Regions from separate parts of the Mus musculus genome. Here region 2 is linked to region 1. The links are chromatin contacts, called in public Hi-C maps. All regions are on one chromosome and are shown on one strand. Each heading gives the region's core, a stretch centred on a gene start, on an enhancer-like site or on the middle of the called end of the contact. The rest is flanking DNA. Distances are from core to core; before and after follow the strand shown.

What was found. A called contact is a pair of places that touch in the nucleus more often than the background predicts.
Region 2: a contact with region 1 is called in a Hi-C map of rod photoreceptor, with 5 times the contacts expected there. The contact joins the promoter of Psmg1 here to the promoter of Cfap298 in region 1. A contact is called at or near these places in 2 of 39 promoter capture datasets (erythroid cells and pre-B cells), 5 of 484 Hi-C or Micro-C datasets (CD4 T cells, neutrophils, regulatory T cells and 2 more) and 1 of 9 other capture datasets (liver).

The regions. Positions count from the first base shown.
Region 1 is chr16:90,932,576-90,936,972 of GRCm38.p6, reverse strand. Cfap298 (cilia and flagella associate protien 298) reads left to right here and starts at 2,124. Exons shown (of 7, transcript NM_026502.2): 1 at 2,124-2,391. The coding sequence starts at 2,253. It overlaps Synj1 (synaptojanin 1), which reads left to right. Exons shown (of 32, transcript NM_001164483.1): 32 at 1-876.
Region 2 is chr16:95,989,034-95,993,292 of GRCm38.p6, reverse strand. It overlaps Psmg1 (proteasome (prosome, macropain) assembly chaperone 1), which reads left to right and starts at 2,333. Exons shown (of 7, transcript NM_019537.3): 1 at 2,333-2,539; 2 at 3,695-3,801. The coding sequence starts at 2,403. Brwd1 (bromodomain and WD repeat domain containing 1) reads left to right here. Exons shown (of 42, transcript NM_145125.3): 42 at 1-1,201.

The DNA.
Region 1 (4,397 bases), core at 875-3,374:
AGTTAAAACATCCTTACCCATTAAGACTTAATGTTCTCTTTATATAAAAAGAGAGTTATGTGCTTACACCCACGTTCCTACATCTACCTACCTGAACCTTTAAAGATGTGTATTGTAAGATTAGAAAGGACGTATGGCTGCCCTCACCTCCGTGTAAAAGCACAGCAGGCTGCATCGCACTTCTCTCCTAGAGCAGATCTGTTAGGACAGAGCACCTTTGCAAATGCTCAGTGTTATCACAATCCTGTGTTTATAGAAGTAACTCTGCTGCAGCCATCACTCGCTGTTAGCAATAACTCTTGTGAGTTTTAGATCGTGCTTGTTGGGGTTCTAATCATTTCAACAGTAGTAGCTTTTAAACTGCAGTATTACTAGAGCAGTGTGCTTCAAAATGTGAATTAACTTGTTGAGATTGTGGCTGTAACATCTGTGTGAGTAGTGTGTATGGTATCCACTCCCCATTAGCAAGCTAATCCACTTTAGAAAACTGAAGCAGTGTGGATCGCAGCCCTGAGCAGTGACTCCCTCAGGTGTGAACCACTGTAATGTCTGCAGAGCAATAGCTCTGCCTTGTCAGGAAGTCTGGTAGCTGCTGAAACGCACAAAGCAAGTTAAAGTTTGCTACAAAGAACTCGACATCGTGTGTATTTGCCAGGTCTGGTCAAAGCAGAAAACAGACACTAAGAATCTCTGTGAGTCTCTGTTCTCTCTAGTAGATTGCTGTTTATATGTATGTAAGAGGTTTATCGCTTATGTGGCATACAGTATTTATAACTATATACTTTATAGAAGTACAGTATTAAAGTTGCTGGTATACATTCTGTACATATCTTGTGAGATGTGCTGTCATATGAAATAAATATGTCTTTATCACCAGCTGACTTCTTTACTCAAAAGGGAAGAGGTTTTTTTTTCTCTCTATGCATGTGTGCACTCCCACATTCGTGTGTGTGTGTGTGTGTGTGTGTGTGCACATAATACATGCAGGGAATAAGAGGTAGTTTATTCTGAAGCCAAATTTGAATGAATGACCATGACAGATTTGGGTTACCCCAAATTCCATGTTCACAAAGTTTTGTAGCTCTCTAAGACAAAGTCGTAAGTCATGGCAAGTTTAAAATACATTGGTGGAAATGCCAGAGAGGCATATACAGTAAGACGAAGTTTTTCTTTAGTTACCAGATGCTATTTGACGATATTCTTAACTTTTGGGTTAGTGAAAGCTACGTTTATAGATTTCAGAGCCTATATGCAAGTTATTTCTGACCCATAGGAGGGCAATGGACGTCTGTTCTAGGAGCTATAGCTAACAGAGACAAGGTAATCAGTCTGGACCCGCAGATTCACAGCCTCTCCACATCACTGCTGTTTTTATTACACAGCTTCTTTCCAGGAATTTCCATTGGCAAGTAAAAAATTTAATGTGCCATCACCACAAACAAACAAAAAACCCTCACCATTTAGCGAAACTATGAGTTTGAGATCATTTCAAAGCACAGGTTAATTTTCTTTGCTAATTTTCTTTACTCCTCTATTTGATTTTCTTCCATCCATTTGTTTTCTCTTTATAACACTAAAATGGGATCCTCAGCTGTGTCTGAGCGCCCTGGAAGAACAGCGCTGCGCCCGCTTGCCCTATCTGAGATTGTGGGGGACCGAGACTCCATGGGACGGGCGATAGACAGCTGTGGAACTAAATGAGCTCTGCACAGCAGCAGCGCTCCCCACTTTTTGACCGGAGACCCAAAGCAGAAGGCATTTCCGGAAGCGATCCGTGCCTGCGCGAAACCAGTCTGAGTTTGGCGGCGGCTATGCTCCCATAGTGCCCAGCGCTCGCTCTCATTCTTAATCCAGGAGTCGCCATGCTCCTCCAGCGGACATCTCCCGAGTCCCCGGACCGTCCGCACAGGCCTCTAGCTGTTAGTTTGGGTTTTGGTTGCCCGGGCAACAGCTACTTCCGGGAGCGGCGACTGTGCGGCCCGCACAACCTGTTCTTCAGCGCCTCCGGCCTTCCAGGCGCGAGTTCTAACTGGGCACGAGCTCAATGTTTGACTGTTGCCCCTGGCAACAGCCACTTCCGCGAGCGTGCGCCGTTTTCTTCATCCCTCCGGGCTGAAGCGTGAGCCGCGTTCCACGGTTCCTCCTCGGAGCAGCGGTTAATCTCAGGCTGGTGTGGGTCCGGCCGACCCGGCTCGGGCCTCGTGGTCCCTGCCCCGCAGCCTTGCCACCTCGGCGGCGCCTCTGGCGCAGCCATGGTTGTGCTGCACGTGAAGAGAGGCGACGAGAGCCAGTTCTTACTGCAGGCGCCCGGGAGCACGGAGCTGGAAGAGCTCACGGCGCAGGTGGCCCGCGTCTACAACGGGCGGCTGAAGGTGCACCGGCTCTGCTCAGGTGCGGAAAGGGAGGCCGGCGGCTTCGGGGTCAGGGGGCAGCGCCCGGGGTCGCGAGGATTTGGGGAGATTTGCCGTAGCCCGGGGTGGGAAAGGAGCATCAGGGTTGACCGGGGATGAAAGACCAACGGCTGGAGGAAACCCAGGCTCGCCAGCCAACCGCCGACTCGGAGGAGAGCAGCCGGGATGCCAAGTGAGGCTGAGCTAAGCCGGGATTTGGGCTTCCGGGAAGTGCGAACGTACTGGGTCGAAAGGTGGCGGGACGGAGCTGAGGGATCGGGGACGGTGGGAGTTGTCAAGGGTGAGGGTGGAGTGAGTGGTGGCTGCAGGGAAGGGGGACAGTTTGAGACGCTAAAAGCCCTGGCCCTTGAGTCTCTTCGCTTTGAAGCCGCCCATGAAAGTTCTCACCGGGAGAGCCTTGGTGTTGTTTTCTGTCTCCTAGGAAACACATGATTTTTACATTATAGAGAACGCCTTAAGACCCGTTTTATATATATAATCAAACTTAACTGCTTTCAAAGAAGGCTCAATATTAAATGACATATTAAAAGTAAAACATTTAGGGGGTGGGGGGAACCTCCGGGTCTTTAACATCATAAACCGAAAGTGTGGGGCAGCATGTAAGAACTGCATGGGTGAGCCAGGCGGTGGTGGCGCACGCCTTTAATCCCAGCACTTGGGAGGCAGAGAGAGGCGGATTTCTGAGTTCGAGGCCAGCCTGGTCTACAAAGTGAGTTCCAGGACAGCCAGGGCTATACAGAGAAACCCTGTCTCAAAAAAAAAAAAAAAAAAAAAAAAAAAACAAGAATTGCATGGGTGAATCTACACAGAGGTAGGCACTGAAGCAAATACCATGGAGGATCACTGCCCCTGGCCTGCGCCTCACGACTTGCTCAGCCTGCTTTCTCATACCACCCAGGACCACTTGCCTAGGGGTGATACCACCCGGAGAGTGCTACCCCCCCCCCCCTTACTGTCATTGAGAAAATGCCTTACCTACAGACTTGCCTACAAACAGTCTGAAATAGACATTTTCTCAGTTGAGGTTCCTTCTTCCTAGATACGTCTATGTTCATGCCAGGTCAACAAAAGCCAAGCAGAACCAATTGCTTCCTTGTCAACACCAATCGACATATCACCATGAAACCATAACCCTCTCCTTTTTGTTTATCCCCAAGACCTTATTAATATGGATATCTCAATATAAAACAAATTCCAACTTTCAGAAGTTCCACAGGCTTTTAAATTTTTTCACTTTAAAAATGCAGTCTCTTTCAAAGTTCAAACCTCTCTGTAATATCCATTACCGGGCACCTGTAAAAAGACCTAATCTCACTCCAAGAGGGAAGACCATGAGCGCACTCGCACTGGAAGGAGAACTGAAGTGCAGCCCTGTGAAGCTCGCTGTCAGAGGTGCGGGACTCAGGGTCTTCTCCGCTCCCTCTGCTCTGCAGGGCCCACAGAACACATCTCACAGGCTGAGGCTGGCTCCACTCCGTAGCTGCTGCTGTCCTTGGTGGTCATCCCATGGTGTTGGCATTTCCAAACTGCCGGAACCGCAGGCTTCCCCTTACCAATGGCACCGATTGCCTCTTGGCCTCTCTTTGGGCTCTCTCACCCTGCATCATGATGCCAGGCCTCAGCCTCTCTCCATGATCCTTTCAATCCTGGGGTTTCCCTGAAACTGAAGTTTGACCTGGCCTCTTCCTATGCCCAGCCTCTACTGTTCTCCATGACTCTTCATGCCCTCACAATCAGTACCATCTGGAAGGTGCATACACTTGGCCAAGTTTGGCTGCAGGCATGAGCGGGCTTTGGCCCCCTCTAGACAACAGCTCTGTCCGTTGACCCTCAGGAAGCTTATCCCAGAAGGTTTTTGTCTTAACGATATTGTTATTTTCTTAGTCACAGCTGATCTCAGCCCTGGCAAGGGTTTCACACTGCAGTGGTTCTGGTCTGGTCTTACAGCTCTGGCTGAGCAGAACCAACGGGGTGGGTGGGTTGAAC
Region 2 (4,259 bases), core at 1,084-3,583, 5.1 Mb before region 1:
AATGGTTTGCCCTCACAGACTGAAAACTAGGCCATTTCCAAAGGAGGGAGCAGTAAGCCCATGTGACTGCTGAATTTTAACTGGGTCTGATTTATGTAGTGCACATCCCTGGGAACTGAGAGAGTAAATCCTGGGGTGTTACTGACTTCTGAAGAGGAGTGTGGGAAAGACTGTCATTAATGTCTTATTTATAACATTGGAATTCATACTGAATGATAGCTACCTGGTATGAGTAATTCAGGGAATGTATCTTTCTAAGAAAGTTCTCAATGTGACTATTACACTTTATTTCTTCTATGTAGCAGCAAAGATGTAAAGGCCAGACTTGTGGTCAGAAATTAGAACAAGATGCACTCATCGCTTAAGGTGATGCAGTTGGATCCTATTTCTTACGTTTCTCTGCTGTTCCTTAGAAGTTAGAATGTGACACTGCAGGTTCATTTCAGGCTCACTAACAAGCCAAGTGTCGGGGAGTCTGGCCTCTGGTCGTTGTGCTACAAATGTTTTGCCTACAGAGGATGTGGACTTTAGTTCGTTGTTCATGGCTATTTGTTGACATTAAGGTCACCAGATGTGACCTGTGAATGTACTGTCAAGTCTTTTTATCATGTTACTGGAGAAACTTGTCTTCAACAGTTTGTTTTTCCAATTAAAAATAGCTGTGACTATTAGGCATAACTTGCATGTATAAATCAAAAAAACAATGGAACCTAGGGGTGTGTATTTTTCATTAACAGTAATGCACATTTTTTTCAGTTATATGTATGGCCAAAGTGTCCAGATTACTTGAGAAACTTGTTTGTGGTTGCATGCCTGCTTAAAACAAAAACACAACTCAGAATTCTAACATAGTGTGTGTCTTTTTGTAACTCACTCTGAAATCTTCAGCATCTTGCTACAAGCACAGGAAGAGTTCCCTTCCTCCTCTTTGGTGCATGGGTTTGGTTTATTTATTTATTTATTTTGAGCTTTAATGAAAAATTTAAATGTCCAATCCCAAATGTCATAGAATTACTTATTGAGCAATTATATCCTCAAGAAATGCCATGAAATGAAAATATATCAGTCTAATGAAGACCTGTGAATTTTGGCAGTGTGAATTGAAGATCTGAAGTTACATCTTGCTGTCTGATCCTGTCCAGCCTTTTATAATGGAATCCCTTTCTGGCCTTTAATTGGAACATATTTTTATTTACCCTTTAAAGTGTTTGGTCTCTTTATTGTGACTGAATGGAGTAACACTGTAGTAAAATCCCTCCTGCAAATGTGTGCCGACAAGCCACCACTTCCCTATGATTTACCAACACGCTTCAGATTTCTGTTGGTGCTTTTTTCATGTGTGAGTGAGAAATCAAATCGAGTATCTTTATCAGCAAAGTATCCGCTTAAGAAACCAGCAAAGAGACAGCCAGGGACATCTGCTCTTCAGCTCGCTTCTACTAACCCTGGAATCTGAGTCTTAAAGACACCACACTGAGAATCTTGTGTGTGTGCTATAGTTACACACAAAGTGTTCTAGTTGGTATACATCTGCTTTTTATTTATTTCTTTGGTTTTTCTAGACAGGGTTTCTCTGTGTAGCCAAAGGATGTCCTGGAGCTCCCTCTGTAGACCATGATGGCCTTGAACTCAGAAATCCATCTGCCTCTGCCTCCCGGGTGCTGGGATTAAAGGTGTGTGTCACCACTGCCCGGCATTCATCTGCTTTTTATTAACCAGTGAGTATGTATGTTAAGATTGATATGCTTTTTCCTCCCAGTAGACTTGAAGCATCGTTTTTCTACATTGTGAGAGATTTTTAAACAACTTTCCAAGAGTTTTGATTTTTAAAGGACCCTCTGATCCCCAAACATTTTACCCTGGGCAATGCAGTCTCCATTTCCTCACAAGCAAATCTAGAATGTGTTTTTATTTCCCACTGAGGTGCCAGTTACCCTTTTTCTCGTGGGAGCAGCATTCGGTGGAGCTCTTTGTCTTCCAGCACACAAACCAGAAACACACATTCTTCCTGTCATTAAAGTAGAAAACACGGTCTATGAGTTACATATGGCCAGGTTTTAAAAAGCCTAGCCTTGCAGCCTCACTCATGTTCTCTGAATCCGCTTGCAGTCATCAACCCTGGAGCTGTCTGTGCTTCACCCGCAGCTCTGGGTTTCCTCCACGGGTGGGTCCTTGCAGGAGGGTCGCCGGGTGTGGAGCGGGCGCTGCGTGCCCCGGTTAACAGGATGACGGAAGCGCGCCGCGGGACATTTCTCGCGGCGGACCGGAAGCTCTTAGGTTCTCCCCCCTCCCCCCACGGAAGGCGTATCCTCGCTCGGAGGCGGGGTGGGGGCGTGGCTTGGAGGGGGCGTGACTGCGGGCCGGCGCGCATGCGCTGTCTGGCCGCGCGGAGCTGAGGGACCATGGCTGCCACGTTCTTTGGCGAGGTGGTGAAGGCGCCGTGCAGAGCTGGGACTGAGGAGGAAGAAGAGGAGGAGGAGCAGAGCAGGCGGGACACGCCGGAGGACCGGGAGGTCCGGCGGCAGCTGGCGCGGAAGAGGTCAGGCTCCCGGAAGGCTGCGAGCGTCAGGCGGTGTCGGCCTGCAGGGTGCCCTGCGTTCACGCTGGGACGTCGGCAGCCCAGCGATGCTCGCCCTCCACCGTGCACTTTAGGTCACGCCGCATGTCGGCCGTATTTCTTTCAAAACTACTTTCAGACACAGAAGTCAGGTCACGCCAGCCCCTTCCTTGGTCAAGGTTTTACCACATTCATTTCCTCTCCCACCACCCCTACGAGTTTCCGATTAGGACTCCCCACACGTCTTCCTAAGCATGCTGTCTCAATTATTTGTACTCTAGAGCAAACCCACACATAAAATATGCACATAATTAAACTTTGTTGATTCTCCTATTTTTTCAGTACCTCCATTCTGAGCTTTTAGGCGGGTTCTCGGATCAGAACTTGGGTCGTCATGTTTGTGTTGGCAACTTAGCACCTTCCCTACCCCACGTTTGCTAATAACACGTTTTCAGTATCATACCAGTCCACAGTCAAATTCACCTAGATTTTTAAAATACACTTCCCGGTGATTGTGTCAACGACAGACACTTTTGGCAGTTCGTTTCATTTGACAGCTCCCTCTCACTTCTCACACTCTTCCCGAGAGCCCTGATTTGTCTGATGGTCAGTCTTAGCTTACTTTTGCCACAGCTAAATGCTTGAACGTTTGTTTGAAGTCTTGGTCACATTCAGCATTTTGCGGGCTGGAGTGTTGGAGATGCTTTTAGTGTCTTTTTACATTGTGTCTGGCTTGTGGGTGCTGGCATTGTGTGTGTCAGGCTAGTATGAAGTTTGTTAGTAGTTTTACTCATAAAAAGAAAGTGTTTTATCCATTTGCAAGGGCACCAAGGACACTGATTATTTTATCTAACACCATCTATCCATCCAACTATCCACTCATCTCTGTCTTCTATCACCTACCTATTTATCCATCCATGTATATGTAAATATAGCACCTTTCTACTACCCATATAAATATCTATAAGTAACATGTCTACCATCGATCTCATCTGTCTTCCATCTATTTATACATCCAGCTCTATATAGCACCTATCACTTAATCTCTTAATCTGACTGTCATTCTGCCCATCACCATCTCTTACAGTGAACTGGTGGTCACAGTCATATTTGTTCACTTTTGTCTCTTGCTGTTAGGGAGGTTCGGCTTCTCCGAAGACAGACAGAAACATCTCTGGAGGCTGTGCTCCTAGAGACACACCCTTGCTCCAAGTTTATAATTGCAGTAGGAAGCAACGCAACAGGTAAGTGCCAGTGTCAGGAGTATATGTCCCGTTGGAAGAATGGACTCGAAGGTCCTTCTGCATGTATCTTACGTATTTTAAAAAGTTCACAACAGGTCCTGGGCATGTGGCTCAGGTGATAGAGTGCTTGCCTGTCAATCACAAGACCTTGGGTTTGAATCCCAGTACCATGTGAACTGGGCACAATGAAATCCGAGCACTCAGCAGGTGGGAAGTGGCAGAAGAGAGCATGAAGAAGTTCCAAGGCCAAGATGGGCTCCGTGAAGCCTGTCTTCAAAAGCCACAGTCGTTTTACTTCATGTAGGATAGATTGCCTGTTCTTTCCATCTTTGTAATGAGATTTAAAGGAAATATGCTTAGCTTCAGAATTACAGTTCAAGGCCCTGTTTTCCAGTTTGTTATGGTGTCCACAGGTCTAGCAGTAATTGCTTACATCTGGAACACTTCAGTTCTAAGGT